Linked DNA regions of Rattus norvegicus: region 1 is linked to region 2. The links are chromatin contacts, called in public Hi-C maps. All regions are on one chromosome and are shown on one strand. The core of a region is the stretch at or near the end of the contact, and the rest is flanking DNA. Distances in the headings are between cores, read along the strand shown.

What was found. A called contact is a pair of places that touch in the nucleus more often than the background predicts.
Region 1: a Hi-C map of frontal cortex shows a contact between it and region 2, with 3 times the contacts expected there. The contact joins the enhancer-like site here to the promoter of Xylt1 in region 2. A contact is called at or near these places in 1 of 12 Hi-C or Micro-C datasets (frontal cortex) and 1 of 1 datasets of contacts at active chromatin or transcription factors (oligodendrocytes).

Annotation. Positions count from the first base shown.
Region 1 is chr1:181,289,780-181,296,609 of GRCr8, reverse strand. It overlaps Xylt1 (xylosyltransferase 1), which reads right to left. Exons shown (of 12, transcript NM_022295.2): 5 at 5,595-5,797. Among named protein-coding and RNA genes, the nearest start is that of Xylt1, 210 kb to the right of the region's middle. Within about 2 kb of position 3,794, at least 6 of the 93 cell types and tissues checked have an H3K27ac peak or open chromatin away from gene starts, as enhancers often do.
Region 2 is chr1:181,075,888-181,083,372 of GRCr8, reverse strand. Xylt1 (xylosyltransferase 1) reads right to left here and starts at 5,151. Exons shown (of 12, transcript NM_022295.2): 1 at 4,796-5,151. The coding sequence starts at 5,143.

The DNA of each region.
Region 1 (6,830 bases), core at 2,545-5,044, 210 kb before region 2:
ATGCACGTATAAAGGGAGCTGAGTTTGGGTGCCTAGAACTCACATAAAGAAAGACAGTCATGAGTGTGTGTAATCTCAGCACTCCTGTGGTGAGATAAGAGAGGAGGAAAGGAGAATCCCCTGAAGCTCATGAGCCAGGCTGCCTGGAGTCTGTAATAGTGAAAAGGAGACTCTGTATCAAACAAAATGGAAGATGAGGACAGACAAGAGGCTGTCCACTGATTGCTAAATGCATGCCATGGCGCATGTGTATTAATACTTACCCACCACCACCACCACCACCACCACCACCACCACCACCACCACCATCAAAAGAATGGGTTGCAAGCTCTTGTTAGGAGATCACTGCCTAACTAGTCTATAAACAGGTATATCCACAGTCTAAGGGTTCTTAGGCTTTTGTTTCAAGGGCTTATGTGTTTAAGAAGGACAAGAGAGATGTTAAACTCCTTAGGAGAGTTACTTTACATAAACAAATCAAACAGTGTTGAAGAGAATGCAAAGAATCCAGAACTTTCATACAGTGCTGTGGGAATGCAAAATGATGCAGCCATTAGGGACAACATTACAGTTGCTACTCAAAAAGACCAAGGTTGAAATTTAGCAATATACAAACTCAGTTAAGAAACAGAGACAGGGTCCTGAGGAGATAACTCTACATCAATGCCGATGACAACATTATTCAAAACAGCTGCAAGTTAGACTCATTCCATATGCAATCATACAGAAAACATTGTTCAGCTTTTAAAAGGATGGCCGTTATGGCACAACCACACACAGCTGAACCTTGAGAACATTCTACTAAGTGAAATAAGACATTTAGAAGCCAAGCATTGCATGATCCTACTCACACAGGGTCTACAGAGTTAGCAAACACATAGAGATGGATCAGTCGTGGTTGCCAAGGACTAGACCTGGCGGTGGTGGGTGATGGGGTTACTAGGTCAAGACAGTCCTTGGGGTACGATGATAGCCCAACATGAACACACTCAGTGCCACTCATCTGCATCCTCATGGCAGAGATAGTTAAGTTTCAACTTATACATACTTCATCACAATTATAAGACAGATGAGGAAATTAAGAGAAGACATATCTATCCAACCCCCATTCTGCTCCAAACTATAGGCTATGACTTCTCTGGCTCACAGGCAACTCTCGTGAACCTGCTCTGCCAAATTCTTGTCCAGGCACTGAAATGCTCTGAGAGTCTCCTGAAGGAGGCTGCCTGCACAGGTGCGGGGCTCTAGTTCCCCAAGCAGAAGGTGGCTGCCTGGCTATATTAACTGAGAGGCTAAATGGCTGCATGGATTCTGGAAGCTCTTATGGCTATCTTCTGGATGCTTGCCTCTGCCTGGAGGTTGAGAGCAGTTCTGTTGACATGGTTCTGGAGCATCAGAAGCACTGGCTTTCTCCATGGTCTTCCCACCTCCGTGTGGGCCTTTTCATCTCTTTTCCCATAGCTACCAGCACTATATCTCCAGATGGACATAAGAGCTCTTTCCCTAAAGTTTCCCAGTGTGGACACCAAGGTACCTACAGATTAACAAGTGAACACGAAGCCCTGTTCTGCTGGATTCTCTGTTTGACCTACAGATCCACTCAAAGCAGATCACAAGACCTTGACGTGGTCTTATCAAGGCTTCAATTGACAGTAGACCTATGAAGCCACTGTGTTTGTTAGAAGGAGGCCCATCTGCTCAATTCGTTCATGGGTATAAAGGTTCTCTCCACTGGCCTCACCAGGCTGGCTTGAATTCTTCCTTCCCCAAGACACCCCTGAACTGCTGTCACAAGAGGTTGTTGAGCAGTAAGACAACGAGGAAGAAGATAAAGGAAGCCTGGATTTCAAGCCCAAGTCTCTGATTTCTATTTATAACTCTGAATCTGCCCCAGGCAACCAGAACTGCTGGAGAGAGCTCTCCTATTCAGCAGAGAATCAGGGGCAAGCAAGAATTTCACTGGAAATACACCTTGCCCACAGCATCATTGGAAGGTTGGCACCTGCAAAGCACTGTGCACTCATGTTTGTGGCTACCACTTGGTGTCAGTCACATGACTTCTTCCATCCCCAAGAGCCAATGAAGGATAGAAGGGATGATGGCATAGGAGTGACTGAGCACAGACTCTGGGTGCCTCAGGCACCTCAGCTCTGCTTCAGGTCTTGGCAAATCTTTGACTCACTGTAGGCCTGTTAAACCACTGTTCTTCACAAGGCTTTGACTTCCAGTAAAGCTACTGGTTTCTTATACACCTTTCTTTTATAGGATGAGAATCAAAATATGTGTTACAGTCCCCACAGAGGTTCTGGAACTTACTAGGTATGTGGGAATGTTTCCATGTTAGGTCTCATATAAACCTGGTTTGGGGAGATTGTAGAAAGGCTTGACTACCTGCTTCCTGTCTCATCTACTGGCACTTTCTAGTTTATTCAAATGTATGGTCCCTAACACTGGCACTCTTTCAAGACACAGGTTTGAGTCTGTGGTTAACATAACTTATGTGTCTACACAGTGGGTCCCAGGTGTTATGCTTTTATGGCACTGTGTCCCTGAGTGGCAGAAAAGGCAGATCCTGTTGGCTTGAAATGTGCCAACACTGTTTGCCTTAGGCTACAGCTTCTGTTACACACACACACACACACACACACACACACACACACACACACACATCCCATAGACAGTATACAAACCCTGAGAGGGGCTGTGAACATATTTATCTCTCTACTTTTTGCTAAAGCAAAAGTCCTAATGATGGATGTCTCTGTATAGGAGAAATATTCATGGCCTCATCACTACATACCTGTGGCCAGTTAAAAGGATGCTGGGTATGATTTAATTCCTTGTTAGGTAGACATGAAAAATGCAGTTAGTATGCCTTTTGGTGGGAAGTAGAACTTGGGAACATTCATGTCTAACTATGTAGTGGGCATTTAACTAGTTTCAACCAGAGTCTTCACAGGGCAGTACCACATCAACAGCAGGGTAGGAAGGCAAAGAATCTTAGCTTGTCTATTACCCGCACACATGAATCTCCTTTACACACAAATTATGTCTTGTTTTCTCTTGAAACGCTGTTCACAGACTCACTCTGCTTTTCACACCTTGGGAAGGGAAGAGAGTCAAGAAATAATCACTTGGCTTTTCACTCCATCAAAGGGAAAGGGGAAATATTTTGAAGGGAGGGGGAGTGTGAAGTCCTGCCTGTGAAGCACACATCACCCCACTGCTGTGACCAGCGCTGTGACCAGCCTGCATTTACTCAGCACTTGCTATGCATCAGGCTCTGTGTGATGCCTCTGTGGGACCATTTTTCATTTTCCTCCTCCTATAGCTTCTTACAAGAAGCACTGCTATCGTGCTCAATTTTAAGGTAGAAAATTGAGGTGTACACAATTGAAGTAGTATGCACCAACTCACAGGGCTACCTGTGTCCAGGAGCTAATATGTCTATGGCTTTGTAAGCCAGCGAGTCTTTGTTATCTAAGAAGAGAGTCTGCACTCCCAGTAATGCTGGTGGTGGGGTGGGGGAGGGCTCAGAGTGGATTCCTCAGGATGTTTATGTCCATGAAGTCTCCCCAAGCTCCCAAAGCCTCTTGGAAATGTCTAAAGTGGGCACTTCCACCCTACTTTGAGAATGCTCTTAACTTTCTTATTCTTCCCGGGATGGAAGGAGTCGTTTTAGAAGCTACAGATGGAAGAGCAGATGGTACGTGAAACCTATCAGAGTTGCCCAGGATGAAACCATTCATCTGCAAAATCCATATGTTTTTGTGTGGGGCGACTTCATAGAAACAACAGCAAGAGGAAACAGCAGGGCCTGGAGCATGAGGTGCCGCTAGCCATGAGGCTGACAGGACAGGGTGCACAGAAGAGCTGAGGCAGTGGGTGGCACTCTGACAATTACCTGGGAGACAGAGGAAGAGCAAGCCAGGCACAGAGACAAACACCGAGTTATAAAGCTGAAGGAGCCATGAAGAGCACACCTTCAGCGCATGGTCTGAGAAAGATAGCTGGGGCCCTTGCAAAGATAAAACGCAACCTCGGTTGCAGCTTAGATGACAGTAGTTGATGTGCACCAAGTACGTTGTGAATCCTTAGTGCTCTGCTAGAGTCTGTTATTGCCTGTTGGGGTCACATGGATGGATTTATGTCCCTGTAAGTCTGCTGCTCCTTTGGTTAACTGATGTTAGATTTCCATGCTCAGCAATCTGGTGAGAGTCTGAGCCTTCATCCTCTAGGACCCTGATCCTTCTGGGTAAGTGACCACGGTTGGGACTACAATCAATGCAGAAAAGCATAACTAGGGGGCAGCAGTTGTGGGTATGCCTACCTGGCCTGCATTCTCCAGCATTTTCTAGGCAGCTTGCAACTATACAGATAGCCCAGTCTCCTGATTTTTCCAAGAGGTAAATTTCAAGCAGAAGGAACATCTGCTTTGGAAATGGTTCTAGTCGTTGCTTTGTCATGTCTTCACTATATGACAGTGGACTTCAGTTTGGCCACCTAACTACTGGGTTCCGGACAAAGGATCAAGGAATTCCCCCCTCCCCCCACAGCACTTGCTATACACAGCATTTTGGAGGAATTTATGAATTCAGTCCTTTATTGGAAGACAACCCCTTACTCTATTCTTGCCTAGATAGAGTCACCTTTCCTCAAGCTGTTGCTCACTAAACTCCATCCAGTTTTAGATTTCTCAGATGCAATATGTTCATTTTTTAATTAATAATTTTGCCCATTATATTTTTTCATATAAAGAAGTGGTGACTCTCAACTGCAGGTGATCTGGGCCCCCATGGGACATTTGACAATATCTTCGGATATTATGTGAGAAGGATATAAGTGGGCAGAACATGCTATTAGGAGCTTGTGGGTAAAGACCCAAGATATAGTCAAGGGGAAGCCCCATAGTAAAGAGTTAGCCAGCAGAAATGTCAATAGCTCACAGCTTACAAAGCTTGGTCTAGAATGTTCTTGCTCCATCCTTGATTGCCAACACATCTTGCTCTAGAGGGGTCTAGGGTCTTTCTCACTTCCTATATGTGACCTTGGCTGGACTGTTATAAGCAACTGCCTTTCTAGTAGACTCCTTTGAGTTCAACATCAAGGTCAGATCTGTCCTTCCTCTGCATAAAACATACATCTGGCTTGGAGTACCAGTGCCATGACATATCCTAGGACTACTCTCAGACCTTGCGTCTTATTACTCCATCCCTCACTATCTGTTACAGCACTTCCAAGCCCACCATCTCTTGCTCACACCAGGTATGTTCCCTCCTCAGGGCTTGTCCAGCTCTCCTCTGCCTTGGAACACTTTCCAAGGCAGCATCCTCTACTTCATCTTCTTCTATTATTCATAAGGCTTCTCCTGGCCCTTTTCATTAGGAATACAATGTGCTCCTACTTCTGCCCTCCGCTTTCTGAATGCAATGCTGGCTGATCTCATACAGAAAACACAGCACATCCTAGGAGGCAGGATGCTCCACTGGACAGGAAGGAAGCCGGCTGCCTGTGCTTTTCTGTTTCCTCACTGTTTTTACAGGAAGAGGGAGGGAAGCAGGAACTGACTGCCTTGGAGCGGGTGACTGCCTCACCTGATGGGGTAGTCAGCAGCACTGAGGTTGATGAAGAAGTCCCAGGGCCAGTCAGTCATCTCCAGTAGATCCCGCATGCTCTGCAGGTAAGTGGACAGGAGGCTGGCTCCGCCCCAAATGGTGGCCATCCTCCAGGAAGTGACTCGGACGTTGTCGTACTGCCTGGAGAACTGGAGCACTTGCCGATGCAGGTAATTGGAACGCTTTTCCAAGGAGAGAAAAGGAGAAAAGAGGTCAGTAAACAGCTCAAAGGACATCAGCCTCTAGACATCCCAACCACCTCTCTCCCTTGTGGTTGATGTGTCTGATCACAGTGGAACTGGCTGTTGCCATGCTGACCTGCAGCGTCTTTCTATACCAATATTCAACCACTGGCTACTGAAGTTCCTATTCCCTAAGCCCACTGCAGAGTTAGTCAACCAGTGGGCTTGAGGTGATGGACCTAGAACATTACGTGGTAACGGATGACTGCTGCATGTTATCTCAAGGTACCAAGCTCAAGAACATGGGCCTATCTAAATTTGATGACTCTTTGTGGGTAGGAGGCGGGGTTTCGATGTTCTGTCGTTCAGGACCACTTTTCTTCCCTTACTGTTTCACAGAATGACTAGAAACACATCTTGGGGATAAAAATAGCCCCTTTCCCTCTTTGGATTCATTTAGTGTTAAAGGTACTGGGCCTCGCATTTGGTAGGTGAACATTCTGTGCTTTTCTGAGAAGAAAGGGGCTGAACTTGACCTCAGAGCAACCTTCACACCTCCACCTTAGGCACTCTAGGCGTCTAGGCATGCACATATCTTGTGACATCTACAGATTAACAGAAACTTCTAGGAAAAGATGACTCCTGGGTCAGCAAGCCAAGTGTGGGTTTTGGTAATAAGGTTTCATTGGCATACAGGCACGCCCACTGATGGACAGTTTTCTGTGGCTGCAGTCAGGCAAGGGAAGAACTGATTAGCATATGGTCTAAAAGGATATTTCAACTACCTGGACTTCTCTAGAAAAAGTGCACTCACTCCTAGGATATCTGGCTTTACAGATCTGTGAGGGCAGGCAGTGTGCACTAAACACTGGAGAGGGAGTGTAAAAAACACAGGGAGAGGAGGAGGTTTAAAAAAACACAGCACAGTTAGATTTTTGAGAGGAAATTCGTGTGTGTGTGTGTGTGTGTGTGTGTGTGTGTGTGTGTATCTGTGTTATGTAGGAGGAAGACAAACACTACCAGTAATGTAGAA
Region 2 (7,485 bases), core at 3,902-6,401:
CTTATGAACAACAATGCCAACCAACCAGAGCTTCCAGGGACTAAGCCACTACCCAAAGACTATACATGGACTGACCCTGGACTCTGACCTCATAGGTAGCAATGAATAGCCTAGTAAGAGCACCAGGGGAAGGGGAAGCCCTTGGTCCTGCTAAGACTGAACCCCAAGTGAACGGGATTGTTGGGGGGAGGGCGGTAATGGGGGGAGGATGGAGAGGGGAACACTCATATAGAAGGGGAGGGGAAGGGGCTAGGGGGATGTTGGCCTGGAAACCAGGAAAGGGAATAACAATCGAAATGTAAATAAGAAATACCCAAGTTAATAAAGATGGAGAAAAAAAAGAATAGTTTGCATTGTAAGTCAGACACACACACACACACACACACACACACACACACACACAGATATCAACTTTCTATGCTAACTTAAATCATTATTTTTTTTCCTGTCAAGTACATGGATCAAAGTCAAACAATCCCCAGAAAATAAGAATTTTAAGCCTCAGTTGGCCTCCTGTTTAAAAATTAGCAAGCGACTCACCATCCAAGCTTTTAAAGGATTTTTTAAATGAGCTAATAGCCTAGAGAGAATAGGAAAGTGACTACATGCATACATGCATACCCATGAAATGTCCTACCTGTTAAATGCTCTGAAACGCAAATTTTCCAAGCATAGGCATGACATGAGGAGTGGAAATTCTAAACCTGCTTCATATGACAGGTCACAGTTAAAATGCAGGCACAAATCATGTACAAAATTACCTTTAGGCCATGTATATAAGATATGTATATAGCATACAAATGAATTGTTCAAGCCAGGTGTGGGTGCACATAGCTGTAATCTCAGAAGCATCATGATTTAGACATTAGTCTGAGTTACACAGCAAGACAAGAAAAAAAGGGGACCAGGAGGAAGAGAAACAGGAGGAAAGAAAAAATGAGAGAGAGAGAAAGGAGAGAGAGAAGGAAAGAAAATAATAATTTTGTTTAATTACTTTGTGTGCTTAATCTTGGGTCCCATCCCATCTTTTTATTTACATGCTAATATCCCAAAGTATCTTTCGAAATCCAAATTTTGAAACACTCCCCCATTCAAAGTATTTCAGATAATGAACATCTGGCCTGTATTTATTATCTTATTATTAAATTAGATGACTACTACTTATCTATTTTATTTAGCATTTCCAGTGTGTGGTAAAGCAGACGGCATTATATCTGCAGCAAGATAAATATCGCTCAAGGATGCACACTTCTGCATACAAAGTGTCATGCTTTGCTCAGACAAAATGTTTCACTGGAAGTGTGGAGGAGACAAACCGGCCATCAAAACACTCTCTGTTCTCTCTGCAAACATTTAGACGGAAAGGAAAGCTTTGCCTCCAACGCCACTGGAACCTTCGTCCAAAGTCACTGCTAATGTCTGCAAGAGTTATCTGAGTAATGTGAAGAATGAGGGATCTCTGCAGAAAAACATCAGCATTTCAAAGGGGCCAGACCATCCAAAACCAGCCTTCTAGTGTAAGCCTGCAGCCGCAGCGGGCAAGGACACTGAAAAACTAGATTCCTTAAAGGAATCTTCCTAAGTACCTTGAGTGACAGTGTATCTCAGGACACAAGTGACAAATGGTGGGACTACGGGATTTTAGCAAGAGAGAGGAAAATATGGGTATGACATCCACGGGCATAACTTTCATTTCCTCCCAAGTCTATTAAAGAACTTCTGCTGGCTGATCTTTCTGACAGTCCCCTCACCCCTGACTACTTTCCCTCATCTACAGCTCAGTGCTCTCTGTTTTATATTCCGAGACTACAGTGAAGTTCGTTTCTTACTGAGGCCCAGAGAAAACGCCCCGCTACAGAACTCAGCTGTAATCTGCATCAAACTAACACATGAAAGCTCAGGGATGCTGAGAGGAAAGGGAGATAGATACTAGCAAACCTGCGCAGGGATGCTCATCTCACCACCATCCTCGAACACACCCTCTGGCCCTGCCTGCGTACAAACCTGAGTGCTCCTTCCTCTCTTAAGTAAGTGCCTCCAGTGCCCAGTCACAGGTACAGTCTCTGTACCTAGATGCTGCTCTCCAAACATAAAAGGCGTGATCATAGTTCAGAAGTTGGGAGAGGGAGAAAGCTACCAGGAGAAGCAGATAGGTCTGCATTAGGAGATACTCTAGTCATAATGGCTGCTCGACACCCTTTGCCACACACTCACCCAAGCCATGGTTGTTCACCCTACCCTACCCCAGCCTGACACAAAGCATGACACAGAGACAAACACCACTGACCAAGCATACACTTCCATGGTATTTGCAGAAGTCATCTGGAAAAAATCACAGGAAGCATGTGTGTGTGGGGGGGGGTGGGGGGTAAACATGCATGTGTGTGCACAAGTGTGTGTGTGTGCCACTTCTGAATGCCAGCCTGAATCCCTCTGCAGCATTGTGCATGCAGTAAGCCCAGGCAGAGTCCAGAAATGAATGGCATGTTTCAAGGGCCACCGTGGTCCTTAGCAGTCTGTGGCTCTCTCTGCCTGTATCCCAAGCTCCAGCTCTGAAGGACTTTGGGAACAGCCTGCCCCCTTCTGGTCTCCTTGAGCTCCACGAAAGGGCAGGGGTTGGGGTGGGCACACCTTGAGGAGGACAAGCAGACCCCTAGTTCTAGCCAGCTAGCACACTGCAGCTCCTGGGGATGGATGTGAGAAAGGAGGACGACGAGAGGAGAGTGAGAGTGACGTGCATAGGACAAAAAGTCCAGGAGCAGCAATTAGACTGGACAGTTGAGAACTACCAGGAATGGGAAAGTGAAAGAAAACAGAATGAAATGTATATATGCCTACATGAGAAGCTAAAGAAATGGAGACACTGGAGGATGCGGGTGGGAGGACATTCCCGAATGCACGGATAAAAGTAAATCTGCAGACAAGCTCCACTGCTAGGACTGGGGATCTAAAAACACGTTTTAAAGGGGAAGTGGCACCCTGCCACCCACCTTCCCCATTCCAGACCCAATGTGACTGGGCTAGGGCATGAGAGATGACTCCTAGGTGAACACACATGGAGGGGTTGTGCATCACTGCTCAGAACATCGGGGAGTTATAGAGAAATCAGCAGTTGGTTTCTTTCCCTCCCTTCGCCCTAATCTCAACAGGTGGTCTATGTACCCTGAAGGTACCTCCTGAAGCCCGTTTGCAAAAGGTACAGCGAATCCCCTGGTCCCATCCCCACCCTGTCTGTTTCCACACTGAGCCAACACTACATGCTCTTAGTTCCTCCCACCTCCCAGTAGGTCTCCAATTTCAGAAAAAAACATGTAATAGCATTTTTTTTTCAGTTGGAACACATGATCAACTCCGGGAGTTCAAATGCAGTGAGTGCCTGGGTCCCCTTGGCTGTAAAAAAGGCTTGGAGACATTGAGAATTCTCAGGTCCTCATCCACAAGTCTCACCTCGGCTGAGGGCAAGACTTCTCCCTGGTAGCTACAGAACAGCCAAATGCTCTGTCAGATCAAGTCCTGAGACTGCTTCAGCTCACAAACACAAAGAGCTGCGCTCGGGCATCAAGGGTCAAGACAGTCCCGAAGAACTTAAGCACGTCAGAAAGCACTTCTGACCCGGCTGGCTGTGTAACTGTGTCTAGGCAGTGTTCAGCAAGAGCTGAGGAGTGACAAGCAATAACAAGGACTGTTCCCTCCCTACAGATCCTAGAAACACTCCCCTGGCGGCTACTGTCCTTCAGATGCTGGGCAGTTCTCTGCGGAGAACCAGCATGATGAACAGAGTCACGTGGCATATCACATCAGCCCAAAGACAGACAGACACTATTCCCATGCAGAGCACAGACCCTGTACAGTAGTTAGGGACTCAGACCTCCGCCCCTCCCCCCACCCCCCAGCTCAGAAAAAGGTGAAACCGATGTCCCGAAGGAAGTTGGGGATAGAGGAGGAAGAAAAGCTGGTGCTCCACCTAGCCAACCAGATGGTACTAGTAGAACTGTGGAAGACAGTTTAAGAGCCCTGACTATGCACATCAAGAAAAGCAAAGCACACTGGGAGGTGTGGTGATAGTGTGGCCAGTCAGCCAGACAGTAAGTGTAACTGGCCACCCATGTCAAGTCAGATACAGCCAGATGGGACCAAGGGGCAGTACTCTGAAGCTGCAAGTCCTGGAGGAGGCGAAGTCAGGGAGGGCAAGAGATGGCAAGGTTAGGGACTAAGGAAGTTGGGCACTGGAAGAAGCAGACACCCAGCGGGGAAAACAGGACCCAAAGTCAGATCAGGCACGCAGGACCCAGTGTTGATTTGGGCACCAGGGATATGGTGGAGGACTTGACACACTCATTCCGGGTCTCTTCTCAGTCCAAAGCAAACAGCTCAGACCAAAGAGGCTGCGTGGAGAACTACCCTTGAGCAGCGGCTGAGGATCCGGTCACGATCCAATGCACGCACTCGAGTGGGGAGTGAGACATCAACGCCCCCACCCAGAGAGCAAGTAGGAAGCCCAGAAAGAGTGATAGGGAACAGGACCCCCTAGAAAGCAAGTCTCTTCTGGAGCTCACTTTCCAGACCCCAAGGGGGCGGTCCTCAGACTCCGCACAGAGCAGCGCAGCTCAGTGCACGACCCTGCAGCTGCCCAGGGTAACCAGGGCAGCCAGAGGCAGCCAGAGGCAGTCAGGAAGCAGAGTCCCTTCGGAAATCGGGACTTGGGTGGCCAAGACCAATGGGAGGCGTGGGTAGGTTCGCCCATCTGTATCTCTGTCCGCGCGGCTCGCGATCCCCTTCCCAAAGGGCACCTTACCCTCGCCCGGGCGGCTAGTGCCCCGCGGCTGGCAGGCTGCTGTGCGCGGGCTCCTCCGGGGCCGCCTCCCCGTGCTCCTCCTCCGCCGGCTCGGCCTCCAGGTCCTCCGCGGGCTGCGGGCAGATGGGCAGCCAGGTCCCTGCGCTCCCGGCGCGGGGCCGCGGGCTGCTGCTGCTGCTGCTCCGCTGCTCCCGCCGCTGCCCCCGCGCGCCGCTGCTCTCCAGCCCCGGAGTCCAGGCTGCTGAAATTCCACACCACCAGCGTCTGCAGCAGCAGCACCATGAGCGCCGCCAGCAGCGCCGAGTGCGAGCGCCGCGCCAGCCTCCGAGCGCACGGCGCCGCCACCATCTTCCGCGGCGGCCCGGGGCGAGCGGGGTGCCGGGACACCCCGGTGCGCGCTCTATCCCGGGGGCTCCGCGCTCGGGCCCCGCCGTCGTCGCCCCGGCTCGCCGCTGCTCCTCCTCCTGCTCCTCTCCTCCACCACCTCCTCCTCCCTTTCCTCCTCTGCCGCCGCCGCCGCCGCCGCCTCCACCGCCGCGGCGCGGAGTTTTCAGACGGGCAGGGACCCGGACGTCACCAGGAGGAGGGGAAGGCGGGAGGCGGGCGCGGGGAGGCCGCGGAGGGGGCGCGGCGCGCGCACGCAGGGACAAGGCTCGGGGAGGGAGCTGGCCCCGCGCGATTCCCTTCTCCCTGGGCCAGGGTCCCCAACCCACTCCCCAGGGTTCTAGGGCAGGCGTTGCGGGTACCAAGACTGGGGAAGGGGCCACCAGGGACGCTGGCCTTGAGTAGAGGGCGGGGCCTGGAGGAGGAGCCGAGGGCAGCGTGGGGAGGAGAAGGTGAGGGAGGGGGTGGGGGCGAAGGAAGCAGACAGACACCCCCCAGAACAGGCGTGGGAGCAAGGTAGGGGTGTGAAAAGGCCGGTACAAGGCGTAGAGAGAGGGAAAGTGAAGGATAGACAAGTCAACAAGGCAGTTCAGCTTGCGTTGGTCAGGAAAAGGGAAAGAAGGGTCCCGAGACCCTGTGTTCCAAGTGGCAGAAAACTGGAGGCGGAGTTGAAGGAGGCGCGGAGTTTTCTGTCCCGGGATCTTTGGCTGCACTGAGAAAACCTTGGCAGGTGGAGATGGGAGAAAACGTAGGAGTGTCACAGGTCCTGGCTCTTGTGCAGCCCGGGATTCCTGGATCACTGACTGAAACGATGGGAGAAGGTTCTCAATGACTCTCCGAGGTTAATCAGCACAAGCACTGTGACTTCTGAGTCACCCCCCACTCCAGGGCCAACCAAAGATTCAGGGCTCACTGACTCACTTCTCTGGTCCCCAAGGACTCACAATCCAACATCCTCCAAATCCAGTTGGCAAGTGGATGGCTTGGGTGGCTAAAGAAGTTTCCCAACCCTCCCTGGCCACAAACTGAAGGCGCTCTCCAAGCCGCAGAGCCTCCCTTAACGCCCTTCTTTCCATCCAGCCATCCTGATGTCTGACTCGCTATGTGCACTAGACTCAGAGCTGCGTGAGCCCAACCTTGCTTTAAAGGAGAAGCATTTTCTTGGACTGATTGGTGACCTTGAGCCATCAGGATTGCCCTCCCCCACCCCGTCCCCAATCCCCGACCTTGGTCTGTGCTCTGTCTCCTGTGAGTGAGAGTCTGGAAGGAATGATCTTTTTGAGCTCAAACTCATTCAGCCCTCTCTGACTCAGTCTTATAGCCTTCCCCTTTTGATACACAGCATCTCTGAATGTCTGCACATGACTGGGACTGATGCCTACCTACCTATGTCAGTGAGTTGGGGATCTACATCGAATTCTTGGTCTTTTGTCTCCTGCCCTTTTAAACATCACCCTGATTTTTTAAGGGAAGTGGGTGGATGTGTAGGGAATCTGTCAGAGAACTCAGCAAACAGTGGCAGGAAATGAACTTTTCCATCCACTGCACCAGCGTACTAGAGCACTGATGGGTCAGAGGTGGGATCAGGTACAAGAATCCCAAGGTGACAAAGGATGCCTCTTACCTACAGTGAGCTTGAAAGCTAGAGGAGCCAGATGTAGGGAGTTATGGACTCTCAGAAGAAAGCACGATCAGTATCCCTACAGAAATTTGCAAAGGAGCCATGGGTTCATGGGAGTGCTACTGGGATAGCTGTGTCCTCAATTACCCTGCTGCCCTGACAGTCTAAAGTCCACTGCAGAGCCCCCTCCAGCTCTGCACAGGCACAGAGGCTTTCCCACTTCATCAAGAGTGAGACTGCAGAGGAGAGGCAGCTCCCTGGCTCGCCAGTCTCCGCTTATCTGCATATATCAGTTGGGAATATTTGTAGTTCATGCAATACAAACATCTGGTCCAACGATTTAAAACTAAGCCTTGCTGGATCACCGTTATTGCAGAGAACCGACTCCAGGCGTGGCTTGATCCAGCAACCCAGCACAACCACTACAGAATTTTCTCTTCCTTTCTCCCAAAGGGTCTGTTCACACTGGAACAGCACAGGAGGATTCTGTGATTGGGACTAGCTGGGGCTTTAGTTCATCTGCAGTCCCGGATTCTCTTAGAAGAAATAGTTTTCTTATGGAGTAAGTATTTATAGGTCCTAAGTTACCCCTACACCAGTCACAAAGCTCAGGAAGCCAGACCAAGGAAATGAATTTAACTAGGGTTCCATGATTCACCTCTGGCCTGCGGGTCAGAGATCTATT